Regions from separate parts of the Mus musculus genome. Here all the other regions are linked to region 4. Evidence: chromatin contacts called from public HiChIP or PLAC-seq and Micro-C data. All regions are on one chromosome and are shown on one strand. Each heading gives the region's core, a stretch centred on a gene start, on an enhancer-like site or on the middle of the called end of the contact. The rest is flanking DNA. Distances are from core to core; before and after follow the strand shown.

The links. A called contact is a pair of places that touch in the nucleus more often than the background predicts. HiChIP or PLAC-seq counts read pairs in DNA pulled down with a chosen protein or histone mark.
Region 1: a contact with region 4 is called in a Micro-C map of embryonic stem cells, with 2.1 times the contacts expected there. The contact joins the promoter of Ebf4 here to the promoter of Stk35os1 in region 4. A contact is called at or near these places in 10 of 39 promoter capture datasets (the 3T3-L1 cell line, the C10 cell line, the HPC-7 cell line and 7 more), 3 of 484 Hi-C or Micro-C datasets (CD4 T cells, embryonic stem cells and muscle stem cells), 7 of 115 datasets of contacts at active chromatin or transcription factors (the SCID.adh cell line, astrocytes, bone marrow-derived macrophages and 4 more) and 2 of 9 other capture datasets (adipose tissue and liver).
Region 2: a contact with region 4 is called in an H3K4me3 HiChIP or PLAC-seq map of bone marrow-derived macrophages, with 4 times the contacts expected there. The contact joins the enhancer-like site here to the promoter of Stk35os1 in region 4. A contact is called at or near these places in 3 of 39 promoter capture datasets (embryonic stem cells, hippocampal neurons and neural stem cells), 1 of 484 Hi-C or Micro-C datasets (cerebellum) and 5 of 115 datasets of contacts at active chromatin or transcription factors (acute myeloid leukemia, bone marrow-derived macrophages, embryonic stem cells and 2 more).
Region 3: a contact with region 4 is called in an H3K4me3 HiChIP or PLAC-seq map of bone marrow-derived macrophages, with 5 times the contacts expected there. The contact joins the enhancer-like site here to the promoter of Stk35os1 in region 4. A contact is called at or near these places in 4 of 39 promoter capture datasets (the HPC-7 cell line, embryonic stem cells, hippocampal neurons and 1 more), 2 of 484 Hi-C or Micro-C datasets (cerebellum and cortical neurons) and 13 of 115 datasets of contacts at active chromatin or transcription factors (acute myeloid leukemia, bone marrow-derived macrophages, embryonic basal ganglia and 8 more).

The regions. Positions count from the first base shown.
Region 1 is chr2:130,294,165-130,297,457 of GRCm38.p6, forward strand. Ebf4 (early B cell factor 4) reads left to right here and starts at 1,775. Exons shown (of 17, transcript NM_001110513.1): 1 at 1,775-1,985. The coding sequence starts at 1,849.
Region 2 is chr2:129,470,812-129,474,065 of GRCm38.p6, forward strand. F830045P16Rik (RIKEN cDNA F830045P16 gene) reads right to left here. Exons shown (of 7, transcript NM_177653.3): 3 at 1,824-2,138. Among named protein-coding and RNA genes, the nearest start is that of Gm14040, 43 kb to the right of the region's middle. Within about 2 kb of position 1,315, at least 1 of the 459 cell types and tissues checked has an H3K27ac peak or open chromatin away from gene starts, as enhancers often do. A contact at or near this core is called in bone marrow-derived macrophages, where this site is marked.
Region 3 is chr2:129,487,854-129,491,274 of GRCm38.p6, forward strand. The region is part of intron 1 of F830045P16Rik (RIKEN cDNA F830045P16 gene); the gene reads right to left. Among named protein-coding and RNA genes, the nearest start is that of Gm14040, 26 kb to the right of the region's middle. Within about 2 kb of position 2,133, at least 85 of the 459 cell types and tissues checked have an H3K27ac peak or open chromatin away from gene starts, as enhancers often do. A contact at or near this core is called in the HPC-7 cell line, acute myeloid leukemia, bone marrow-derived macrophages and 1 more, where this site is marked.
Region 4 is chr2:129,799,680-129,802,886 of GRCm38.p6, forward strand. Stk35os1 (serine/threonine kinase 35, opposite strand 1) reads right to left here and starts at 1,780. Exons shown (of 1, transcript NR_029452.1): 1 at 1-1,780. Stk35 (serine/threonine kinase 35) reads left to right here and starts at 838. Exons shown (of 4, transcript NM_183262.3): 1 at 838-1,167; 2 at 1,725-2,325. The coding sequence starts at 862.

The DNA of each region.
Region 1 (3,293 bases), core at 525-3,024, 490 kb after region 4:
TCTTCCTCCTTCACAGGTGACAGGTGTTGAAAAACTGGGCAAAAAAGAGGGAGAGTAGAGACCCAGGAGGTCAGGAGAAGAGGCAGAGGAACTCTAGTGTCACTGGGGTCCTTTCTGTGGATCAGTGCTAGGCAGGATATTAAGGGCTGACGTGGAGCATCCCCCATCTCACCCCCAGGAAGGTGAAGATCTCAGAGTGCAAAGAGCAGCATGAACAAGGCCACCCAACCTTTTGCTGTTCTGCAGGAAACTGCTGGACTCAAACCAAGGTTTGCTGATAGCCCCAAGGTCGAAGGCCAGATGATTTCTGTGCAGATATAAAAGATGAACGGACTCAGAAAGAAGGCTGGAGAAAAGGAGGTGAGCTGGACTTAGGTTTAAGAGCCCAGCTCACCTGAGCCTTTCAGAAACGTCTACTTGCTTTCAGAAGCAAGAGATTTCTCAAAAACTCAGGTGGGAATGTAAACTTAAGTTTAGGTAATCCAGGGACAGGAACAAGAATGGGAGGTGCAGGACTCGGGTAGCTCAGCTTGCCTGGGGCCGCATCTTCACCACAAGGTGAGAGACCCTTAAGCGCTAAGGCGCGGAGGTTAAGCCGAGGTCAAGTGGCACCAAGGGTGCAGCGACTCCTAGAATCAAGCGTTGGCTGAGGAGAGGGCGGCGCATACTTAGGAGAAGAAGATGGGACCACAAAGATGCTGGAGCTTCGTCTGGTGGCGACGGGGAGGCCGTGGTGATTCCCCAGCGTGGTGTGGACGAGCTGCCCTGCTTAGGCCGGGCTTCCTCGCCGCGCAGCCCCCAGCCCATCCTTTCCCCATCTTCCCTGGCCTGGGCCAGCTTCCCGGCGCCCCTCCACCGAGGCCGTGGCCCCCAGCCCGGCTACGGACTCGTCAGGGTCCGCCCCGCCGCCGCGGCCCCAGCCCGGCCGCTCCTCCCCCGATGATGTCACGTCCCTGGCCGCCCCTCGGCCGGCCTCGCGCCCCGCCCCCGCCTCCCCTGGCCCCGAGTCCCCTGGGCCCACCCGCTTGCGACAGCCCTCCTCTTGCCCGTGCTCCCTCCCTACGGCTCCCGCTCCCCAGGGAGCGGCGGCGGCGGCGGGATGGCCAGGGCCCGCGGCCAGGCCCCGGGGAGCGGCGGGCGGCGGCGGCCGCGGCGGGGAGGCGCGGGGACCGGGCCCCGGGGGGACTCGGCCGGTCTGCTGCTGCTCCTGCTGCAGGTGCTGCCGCCCGGGGCAGCGGCAGGCCCGGGGCGCCGGGGCACTCGGGGGCCTGGCGGCGGCTGCGTCTGCTGGCCCGGCGCCGGCCCTGCTTTTCCACGGGACGCGCGTCTGCTGCTGTTGCTGCCGCCCCGGCCACCACCGTCGCCGCCGCCGACCTCCACGGCCGCAGCCTCCCCCTCTCGGATGGTAATCAGCGCCCCGCGCGGGCGCCGCGGGCGGGCGGGGGAGAGACCCGGGTGGGGGGAGGGCGGGCACCTCGCGGGGCGCTCGCCCCCCCCTCCGACGACCGCCGCGCTGGGCAGCCGCCAGAGCGCGCCTCTGGGGCGCCTCCGTGCGGAGCCGGTGCGGGCTCCGCTCTCAGTCTGTTCACTGGCTCTCAGGCCGCGGGGGAATCCCTCCATCTCCCCGCCCCGCGCCCCGGGAGGGGAGGGGACAGCGCCGGCGCCCGGGGACCCGTTTTCTCTGAGAAAGCACCCGCGAGGCGAGCGGCACTGAGGCGCCGGGACTCCGTGCAGCGCTGCGCTCCTGGAGGCTCCTGGTGCCGTCGGGTCGGGCTGAGCTGAGACGCCCACAGCCTCGGCGGGACGGGATCCCTGGCAGTTGGGGGCGCCCACGAACTGCGGGTCCTTATGTTCCCCGCACAGGACGCTCTGCCCCGCGGTGGGCTCCATCTGAAAGAGGAGCCGCTGCTGCCCTCCAGCCTGGGCTCGGTGCGCTCCTGGATGCAGAGCGCGGGCATCCTGGACTCCAACACCGCGGCGCAGAGGTAAGCGCTCCACCCGAACTAGCACGCTGGTTGGACCGCTTAGTGTCGCCTTCGTCCTGCACGCCTAGCTACTGGAGCGAGGGGTGGAGGGAGTCCTAACTCTTGACTGTCCCGACGAAGTCTCCTGTTCACCCTGTGTGAGTTTGACTTCTTCCTGAGGATATGGGGCGGGTTGCTCACTAGGGTCCAGGGTTCTGGAGGTGGTGTCGCCTCCTCCCGCACACCTGGAGCCATGGCCCACAGTTACTAGTCATCTAGAGATGTACAGCCCCTTCTTCCTGTGCAGTCTCTACCGTTCCACTTGTCCAGTTCCGTGGCTACCCAACAAGAAAGGCAAGAAACTCTGTGGTGTACAGAACCAGAGATGTGGGTGGGGCTGAAGAGAGGCTTAGCCAGTGGGCAGTTAGCCTTGCTGAACTGATTGGGGCTGAGAATGAGGCTGGACTCCTCCGTCTGAGTGGTTTTGGTTAGAACCTGAAGGAGACTGGAAGCTCTTGGGAATTAGCAGAATCGGCTCTGGTTACTTTTCAGGGGGAGGCATAGGGGACTAGACAGGAGACTTCTGTAAGGAATGGACACCAGAATTTGGATGGGGACTTTGAAAGCTTGTTAACTCAGTCACGGCAGCAGCTGGAACCTGGTCTCTGTAACACTCCCTCTCATTATACAACATGGACTGGAGGTTATACGTCTGATCAGATGCTCACGGTGCCTCACGCTAAGTAGGTGTCCCTGCGGACATCCAGGACAGGGTAGGCACTGGCTCTTCAAGTTTTAAATAGCTTCTGTCCAGTATCTGAAGGGTGTCGAAGCAGACCAGGGCTGGCACATCACTCCCATCCACACACCCAGACTTGATCAGGTATCACTTGTGGTGCTTCCCAGCCTCACCCAGTACTAGACAGAGAGTGTTTTCTGGACGAAGGGGTGCAGTATTTTTGCACATCTGTCTTCAAAGAGAGAGTGCTGAGCTTTCTGTTGAATGATCTCTCCTGGACAGGAAAGGGTATTCCAGATGAGCCGATTCCAGTAAGTTAGAGTCTCTAGTTAGAACGGTCTAGCTAGAGACTATAGAAACACAATAACAGATGTTTTAACACTACTGTTCTCCATGTGTTGGTATATTTCCTTGCTCTCCGTGTGTTGGTGTATTTCCTTGCTCTCCGTGTGTTGGTATATTTATTTCCTTCCCATGCCCTTCCCCCACCCCCTTAAGGTTTGTCTTGTGCTAGCCTTAAAACTGTGTGTGCCTCCTTTTCTGTTGGTTATGGCTTTCCCGCTGAGGCGGTCGTGTGACGTTATAGCTGA
Region 2 (3,254 bases), core at 65-2,564, 330 kb before region 4:
ATATTTCAAGAAAAGTAAATACCTTCCAATAGGATTTGAGAAGCGTTTTGTGACAATGCTAAGGTCTACATTCTCAGGTGACAAAGAGAGACATACAGAAACACCATGTTTAGTTTGTAATCTGACAGCTGCATTGTAAGTCTAGTGCTGCTGGCTGTCACTCATATCAGAGCCCGTGCCACCTTCCAGCTCTCAAAGTGTGAGATAACAATCAGTGGAAACACTTCTACCCAGTAAGTGCTCCATGGCTGATATGCAGTAAGTGCTCCATGGCTGCTGATATGCAGTTAATGCTATGTGGGTGATATGCAGTAAGTGCTCCATGGCTGATATGCAGTAAGTGCTCCATAGCTAATATGCATTAGGTTCTCTGAGGATACTAACCAAACAGAACAGGCATGTGAGTAGATATACTTAGGAGCCAGGGTGTTGAGTAAAGGGATTTGGGAAAGCTTGCCATAGCTACAAAGATATGTTAACATTAAATAGAAAAAGGCCTTGATGGAGAGAGAGAGACAGAGAGAGAGAGAGACAGAGACAGAGAGAGAGACAGAGAGAGACAGAGACAGAGACAGAGAGAGAGAGAGACCCTAGCAGACCCTGTGGTGTCTGTCACTGTTGATGCCATGCTGTCATGAGGTCCACCTTCAAGTGACAGTTAGATATATTGAGTGCAGGTGTAGGGGAAAAATAAGACAGAAAAGGAAATCCACAGTATGAACTAATTAGCAAGTCACATTTATATAAGTATGCATACATATATGATGGTCACAAAGAGATCGTGAAGTTGAAGGGGAATGGGGGATGTAGGAGGAGCTGGGGGAGGGGTGCGGAGTGGAAATGAAGTTAACGCAGCAGTCATGTATACACTTACAATAGAAATAAGATAAAAAAAATTGTAAAAATGATGCAACTTGCTTCCCATCAAAAGGCACCCATCCATTTGGAGTTTAGCACCCAGGTCTGTGTGTCCCATTGGATGGATAGTTCTCTTATTTCTATTGGACAACAGAAATGGGACCCAAAGAAATGTAAAGGTGAGTGAGATTATTACCTCTGAGAATTCTTACAGCAACCAGAAAAAGGCTGGTTCTGCCATAGGTCGAGATAGAAATCAAGGTGGAAGCTTGCTATGAGAATGGGCTGCCCAGCAAGCCCACATGCTGCCTTACCCCTGGCTTGTCTATGCCTTACCTATTACTCTATCTGTCTCTGACTGCACACCTGCATAAACGTGTCAGAGTATGAAGTATGTTTCTCTGGATCCCAGAAACAAGGAAGTTCTGGATTGCAATGTCACAGTGCCCTCTTGTGGGAGAAATACTACGAATCACGAACGTGTGAAATAGAGTAGAAACAGAAGAAATTACCATCAGGACCATGTGTGCATAGAAAAAAAAAAAAGTAAAATGAGGAGAAAGAAAGAGGTGACAAGAGGGTGTCACACCTATCTTGTGTGACTCTTTTTCCTGGCTCAGGGGGTCAGTAATTCTGGGTCTCTTCAAAGTTGATTTCTAGAAACATCCAGCTGAATTCACTGTCTTGATTAATTGCCTTCCCAGAAATTATTTGGAGCCCAGCTTAACTGTGGTAATTTCTTGCAACCAAGGGTTAAGGAGAAAATTTTGCAATATAATGAGGGCAGCAAAGGAGAGTCATTTCTTGGTGGAAGTATCTGAAAGAAGGGGCATACAGTGGGAGTGGCTCTTCAAGAGCATCCTCTCTGGGAAGGGGCTTCCTTTCTCCACGTTCATTAGGGGTTCCCGAGTCTCTAGCCCTTTAGCCACAATGCCCTGAGGACATGAAGGAAACAAGGCACTTACCTCTGATCTTCCTGGGAGCTCCCAGGGTGATGCTGTTCTTAACTGGAGGCTGGTCATCCTGGATCACCCAGCAGACAAAGTCAGTCTTATTCAATATGGCATCTACCTGTAATGTGTGCTGTAGAGAGTAAGTCCCATCAGAGTTTCTGGTGGTCTGAGGAAGTTCCATGGTCGGGATCTTGTGCCCATTCTTAGTCCAGATGAGGTCCATGTTTTGGGGATAGAAGTGGTTTACATGGCAAGTCAGGTTCACTTTTTGATGCACATGATCTTGGATCTCTGGGTCTTCAGTGGTGATCTTCAGTGTTGGGATAACTAGACAGGAACAATAAGTAAGCCTAGGGAAAAATCTTGGCATTGACTTATCCACCTGTCTCAGGGTCACTCAGATTGATTGATTGATTGATTGATTTTTGATTGATTGATTGATTGGTTGGCTGGTTGGTGGAATCCTAAGAATTTCAAGGTGATCTTGGACTCATTATATAGACAGGATGATCCTGAACATCATATCCTTCTGCCTCCACTACGATATTTCTTCAGCCCCCCTTTTCTTGTCTTATAATCCAGCCAGTCTAATTTGTGCTGCCTACATCCTCATGGATGTGGGACACTGGAACATGCTTGACCTATCAGGCCCATGCCCTTCAAGAAAACTCACTCTCATTTCTTCAGAATCAAGCTGTCAGGATCTCTACAGCTATGGGGCAGGACCTTCTGAGGACCTTCATCCTTGAATGTCAAGTGGCTTCAACTTGTGCAATTCCTGAACAGTTAGTTACTCTGAGTTCATGAGTGAAGAGAGATCATGAGGTCACTTGTTTTTTTAAATGAACAATTTCTATATGTTTGGTGCAAGACAAATAGGGACAAGAATAAATACTCATGAAACATAGCTGGAGACACATGGGTATCTAATCTGATCTGAGTTTTCAATATTCCATATCATGATATATAATTGCAAGAATTATTAAGGTGAATTGCCCCACAGGACCAGGTACTCTCCAAGCACAGCACCTGTAGCAGTGCCTGGCACATTAGCTGTTCATTATTCATTGAGTAAATTACTCAATACTGAATGTTTCCCAGAGCTCAGGACCTTATTTATAGAAGACAAGCACTCCACCACTGAAGTGCATCCTCGGCTCTCTTTCACTTATTTTGTTTTGTTTAGTTTTATTTTATTTCACTAAATTGTTACGGCTAGCCTCGAACTCAATCTTAATCCTCACAGGTCTAGAGGTTGTTATATACTGCCTAGACTTACCAAGGAGCTGAGATTACATGTCTTATGCCACCAACTATAGAAATATTAAAATATTAACAATGATATAAATAAGACACGTGTGATCAGAGAGAAACACTAGGCCATATAATAGCAAGGCCAAACAGTCCTAGACATTTTACAATGTATTGGGCAAAGTTCTTGGT
Region 3 (3,421 bases), core at 883-3,382, 310 kb before region 4:
GGTCAAATGTGATTTAAGCTCTAGTAATGTTTCTTTTATAAAAGTGTTCTTGTATTTGATGCACAGATGTTAAGAATTTCAATGTCCTTTTGGTGGATTTTTCTTTTCAGTGAATGCATAGTGTCTTTCCCTGGCTCTGCTGATTAGTTTTGTTTTGAAGTCTCTTTTGTCATGTATTAAAATGGCTACAAGGACTTGCTTCTTAGGTCTGTTAGTTTTGAGCTGGTTTTTCCATCCTTTTACCCTGATATATGTCTGTGTGTTTCTTGGATGCAACTGAAGGTTTTCAAATCTATTTAGTTTAGACTGTGCCTTTTTATTGGGGAATTGAGACCATTGATGTTGAGAGACATGAACGAGCCGTGTTTGTTGATTTTATTATTTGGTTGGGGTGGTGTACGAATTTTTCCCTTCTTCTTTTGATTTGCTCATCTGATATAATGTATTCCTTGTGTTTTCCTGGGCGTGTTTAGCTTCTTTGGGTTGAAGTTTTCCTTCTAGTACCTCCTGTGGGGCTGTATCTGTACATAGTTACTGCTCAAATTTGGTTTTATCATAGAATGTGATTTTAAAGAAGCTCACAGTCGAGAGACTTTGAACTTTTAAAAAGGATTGGGGATTTTACGAAGATTTTGGATTTTAAAAGAGCCTGAATATTTTAAAGTGACTGAATTTTTAAGTGTTTGAGTTTTTAAAGACTGTGGGATGTTTATATTGTAATGTTGATATTCACGTGAAATCTTGGAGATGGACAAGAGAGGAAAGGTTGTTGCTTAAAAGTGATGTGTTTGTGTGTCAAATTGACAAAGGATCCATTGTTCTGGCTAGTTTTATGTCATCTTGACACAAACTAGGGTTATTGAAGAGGAAGGAATCTCAGTTGATAAAATACCTCCATAAGATTGGTCTGTCTATAAGCGAGACTGTATGAAATTTTCTTAATTAGTTATTGATATGGGAGGGCCCAGCCCAGTGTGGGTAGGGCCATTCCTGGGCTGATCACCCTGGTTCTATTAGAAAGAAGGCTGAGCAAGCCATGAAGAGAAAGCTAGTCAGCACTACCCTCCATAGCTCCTGCCTCCTGGTTCCTGCCCTGTTTAAGTTCCTATCCTGACTTCCTTCAAAGATGAATAGTGATATGGAAGTATAAGTCAAATAAACCCTTTCCTTCCCAAGTTGCTTTGGTCATGGTGTTTCATCACAGCAATAATAACCTTAACTAAGACAGGACTTAAGGATGATACAATTAATCATTAAAGTTTATTAAGATTCCTAAGGTGATAATGATCTATTCATGGTAACAAAAACTAACTTAAAAAGTTGTGCCTATGGTCAGCATGGAGGTACATGCCCAAGTGCTCTGCCAGCACTTGAGAGGCAGAAGCAAGTGGCTCTCTGTGAGTTTGAGGCCAGCGTGGTCTACAGAACAAGTTTCAGCACAGCTAGGGATACACAGAGAAATCATGCCTCAAAACAACAACAACAAACAGAAACCAACCAACAAACAAAAACCAGCAATATCAACAAAAACAAAACAACAAAAAAAGAAATCAGCAGGGACCTCAGGCTACATTTGATGCAATATAGATGTTATAATCATATGGGGTCTACACCATTGCTAAACAAGTATGTGAGAGATATGTAGCTTACCACTGAAAGGGGGGGTGTAATAAAAACGAATATATATACAGATGGCAATGTGCTAGATCTTCAGAGACAAAGACCTTCCCCCTCCCAGTTGCTACTGATAATGTGGTAAAATTATCTGTCTTCTGCTACATGCAAAAGGGAAATATTGCTACTGCCTGGGGCAACCACAGAGCAGAAAGAAACAGAAGTAGCAACTTCCCCAAAATGTAGGGGGGAGGAGGTAGTGGTAGAAGAACTTCCTTTGTGACTAACCTCATTGATTCCCAGCCTATTAAGTAAATGGGACCCCAATTACAAAAAGAAATGGCTGTTTAAGACTGAAAACAGGGACTATTGAGCATTTGACGAGAAATGATAGCCATCCTTGAGGCCATTGCCCCGAGTTGGTTAAACAGTTCCATAAGGGAGCTCACATCAGCCAGACAGCTCTGGAAACTATATTAGGCTCACATTTTTATGTTCCCTAACTTGCCAGGATACCCAATGAGCATGTGGACAGTGTGACCCAGTGCCCAGGATAACCCATGACAGTGACTTAGGGCCCTCCTCAAATGCAGAATTTTGGAAAAACCCAATTAAAAAAAAATTGGTTGTTGACTTTACAGAACTTCCCTAAATCAGGGGTTACAAATGCTTGCTTGTCTGTGTAGTTTCTCAGGCTGGATAGAAATCTTTTCTACTCATAGGAGGTGGCCCTGCTTCTAAAAGAAATGGTTTCTAGGTTTGTAATTCCTATTACTACAGGATTAGACCATGGGCCAGCACTTACAACAAACCACACAAAACCATATTATATAAAGGACTTAATGCTGATAGAATTCACTTTGGTTTTACTTTTTTATGTATGCAAAGAATTCGATATGGAGAATTAAAGACTTTGATAAAATTGATTGACTTTACAATACGTGTTGCTTGCACATAAGAACATCCCCTGACGAAAACAGTACTCTTTCCCTTGGATGGGGCACAGAGCCCACTGTAGCAATTGAGTGTTAGTTGATGAATGTTGCAGAATATGGGAAAGCGAGACTTGCCAGAATCTTTTGCTCCTGTTCCCAACTTTATAAGCAGAGCCACCAATGAACACCCCTCCTTAATAGGGAAGACGAGCTACTTCTCAAGTCTCACACAACAGGGGGATGGATTCTTTTGTCTAATGGGGGACGCTTGGAGCCTGTATCCACACTATGAATGTCTCAAACTAACAAGGGACATGTGATAAGTATTCTGTGCTCATCTCACAAGCTAAAATATGGTGGCTCTATGGGCCATGGAACTTTTTATTCAAGCCTACAACCAGACTGGTGGGACCTGCACACTGCCTCATTGGCTGCACCCTTTACCCTGGCCTTCCACTCCCCTCCTCCTAGTAAAGCTAAGTCCAGGGATAAGAGGACAATATCTGGGTCCTTTAGTATCTGCATTGACTCTATGGGAATCCCCAGAGGAATTCCAAATTCGTTTAAGACTGTAAACAAATAGTTACAAAATTCAAGTAGGCTATATCTTTTGTGGTCGATGATAAATAAAAACATAAAATAATGAACAAAGGCTTATCAATTATACCAGGGCTAATCTTTCAGGCGTATCATCAGCTGGATGTCACCAGCCAAATGGCTTGGGGCTAGGGGAGGGATCCTGACTATGATGCTAAAGACAAAAGAGATTTGTAGTATCCTCGGTGTGGTGGCTCATCTTGATTTTCAAGTTGACTGCATCCAGAGTCATCCAAAACCCAAGCAGCCAGGCGCGCCTGTGAGGGGTCCTTGAT
Region 4 (3,207 bases), core at 530-3,029:
AGTGTCAAGAGTCGCAATTAAGGCAAAGACTGTCGTGTCTACTCCTTTTTCCCCAGACTTAAAATAGTGTGTAGCAGAAACTCTAGTTACTGTCCTTCAATATCAGCTAACAAAATACTGGGCACCTTCTAGGCATTGGAGTACAAAGCAGGGTACAAAATACTTTAAAAAACCACGCCTAGGGGCTGGAGATGTAGCTTTGTAAAGTGCCTGTCTAGCATGCACAAAACCCTTGGATTCCTAGCTCTGTACAAACAAATAGGGTGTATAAATTGGGTGTGGTGGTGCCCGCCTTTAATCCCATTACTCGGGAGATGAAGACAAGAGGAAAAGTTCAAGATCATTCTTAACTACACAGCCATTGTGCTCCCTCCCACCACAATGGGCGGCCGGGGTGAAGGGTATCAAAATCCAAGCCCAAAGCAGCTTATATCAGGCACTCAATTAGCCAGCCATCATATTTCACTTGGTCCTTTGCAACCTTGGAAGTGCGGACCACCCGGGTTTGGCAGAGAAGGATACTGAGGATTAAGTGCGGCTGAGATCATTGGGGTCATTAGTGGGCGTGGAGATTAGCGTTCTAACCCTGGTCTCAGCTGTGAATCGATTACACCTAAGCCATTCCCCCAATCAGCATCAAGTGCCGAGTGCGGGCGTAGAGGTACGATGCAGGTCAAGTCCGGAAAGGCGTTTGCGGAGTGCAGGCGCCTCGCGAAGGCCCTCGGTACAAATCGCGGGATTTTGGCGCGCTCTTTTTGTTGGCTGGGTGTTCTCGCCAGTGATTGGTTCCGGGCTGTCGCGGCGGCTGGGTCTACCTCGGCTGCAGAGAGGCGGCGCGGCTCTCCGCTGGCCTCCTGGGGGATGGGCCACCAGGAATCTCCGCTGACCAGAGCGGCGGCGGGAGGTGCAGCTTACATAAAGAGGTTACGTAAAGTGCTCAGCTGGCGTGAACTCGGGGACGGCCACGGGAACCTGGAAGCCGAGGCCTCCCCCGGGAGCGTTGCTGTCATCACAAGAGCAGCGCCGCGACGCGCTACACGCTCAGCCAGGCTCCCCGCCTCGCGCCCTACCCGGCTCTGCAGACAAGCCCGGCTCGGAACGGACCATCCTCCGGCGCGGGCTCCAAGGGGGAACCGGTTCGCCCGGAAGAGGAACAGCGCCGGCCAGGTAAGAGGGAGTGGAGGGAGGAAGGGAGGGCCGAAGCGGGAGCCCCGGCGCCCCACCGTAGTCCCGGGGGCGTCACCGGGGCCTCCGCCTGTCGTCCTCGGAAGCCGATCTTTTAGCCGGTTTCCCTTCGCCCGCTGTCCCCGGGGGTCTGGGTCGTCCCGCCGGGCTCTCCTGGGTTTGATTCACGGGACTGTTTACACCGGGAGAAGCCCGGGTAGGACGTGGGGAGGGGCCGTTGAGAGGGGGCTAAGCCCCAGGAAAGTTTAAGCCGGCCGTCTTCGATGGGGACGATCCCTACGGCTTTATTTATTTTTTCTGCTCCTGACGGATAAGTCGGCGAGAGGGGACGGTTTGCGCTTCGGTTTCCGGTCCTCCCTCGGTACTTCCCGGTGGTTCCGTCTTTCCCGCTTTCCTTTCCCTTCCCCCGTTCAATTCGAGACGGTGGCTCCTTCTTAAAGGGGCCGCGACCGGCGGCGGAGGTGGGACGCCGGACGCTTTAAGTTCCTCATCTACCCTTCTCGGCCCGGTGGGTTTTAACTTCTCCCTCTCGCCCTTAGATCACCATCCAAGGTCCCGCTCCTCCACATCTCGGGGCTAGACGGAGGGATGAGGCAAGGGGGGCCCGGGCGGCGCCGTTGCTGCTCCCCCCGCCCCCCGCAGCCATGGAAACGGGGAAAGAGAACGGAGCCCGCAGAGGGACAAAAAGCCCGGAGCGGAAAAGGCGAAGCCCAGTCCAGCGGGTACTGTGCGAGAAGCTGAGGCCGGCGGCCCAGGCCATGGATCCGGCTGGGGCCGAGGTCCCGGGCGAGGCCTTCCTGGCCCGGCGGCGGCCGGATGGCGGCGGCGGGGATGTTCCTGCACGGCCGCGCTACAGCCTCTTGGCGGAGATCGGGCGCGGCAGCTACGGCGTGGTTTATGAGGCTGTGGCTGGGCGCAGTGGGGCCAGGGTGGCAGTCAAGAAGATCCGCTGCGACGCTCCCGAGAACGTGGAGTTGGCACTAGCAGAATTCTGGGCCCTCACCAGTCTCAAGCGGCGGCACCAGAATATCGTGCAGTTTGAGGAGTGCGTCCTACAGCGCAACGGGTTAGCCCAGCGCATGAGTCACGGCAACAAGAACTCACAGCTTTACCTGCGCCTGGTGGAGACCTCGCTCAAAGGTAGACTACAGCCGGCAGTCCTGCCCTCTCCTGGACCCCCTTGTTCTCAGAACCACTCAGTTCTAATAACTGTCTCTGGCTCGCTAAGGTCCTTGACCCGGCTTTGGGACCTTCTTTCTTGCTAGGAAATCAGTCTGTTCCCCAGCCGTTAGCTGACATTCCCTAACAAGCTCACCAAGTGCTAACCTTGATCTTTTTAAGTACTCACTCAGTAGGTGTGAGCCATAATTACAAGCCTAGCATTTTAAAAGATGGATGAAGAGTAGTCCTGGTGGGATTCAAAGTAGTTGGTAGAACTGCAGAAGCCCCCTCATGCCTCTTTCTCATCAGAACCTAGAGGGGAAAAAAAGTAGCAGACCCACCCATGCCATTCTCCTTTCCTGATTTCTAGTTTCTTCCAATTCTGTTCCCAAACCTTGTCTTCAAGTGTGAGGTTTCCTCCGAGAACCCCAACCCTTCACCCGAGAGCAGACAATCATTCAGTTGGTTCTTGGTTTAGTCCCTGAGGGCACCACAGGTTAATAACTCACGCACCCAGTAATAACCCCCTCAGGTGGGCCAAGAGCTGTCGCATAACAAAACAGGTTGCAGCTTTCCCTGCCCTGTTACAATCTCAGTTGTTTTCATAACCCCTGGGGCTGTCTGAGCAGTGATTGTTGCAGAACCATGGGGCTCCAGGAGGCCAAACACCTTGCCTTCCTGTGTAAACTAGAGAAGAGGCAGTGGGCTGCAAGTGTCTTGAGTTCCTGGGGCAGGGGGTAGGGCGAGGGAAATTGGACAGTCGCAATCCCAGCTATATAATCTGAGCGCTACGATTTGGATAATATCTGTAACAGTAAATTAAGCTTCTGCTCTATAAATAGAGGAACTCAGCCTAGTGGG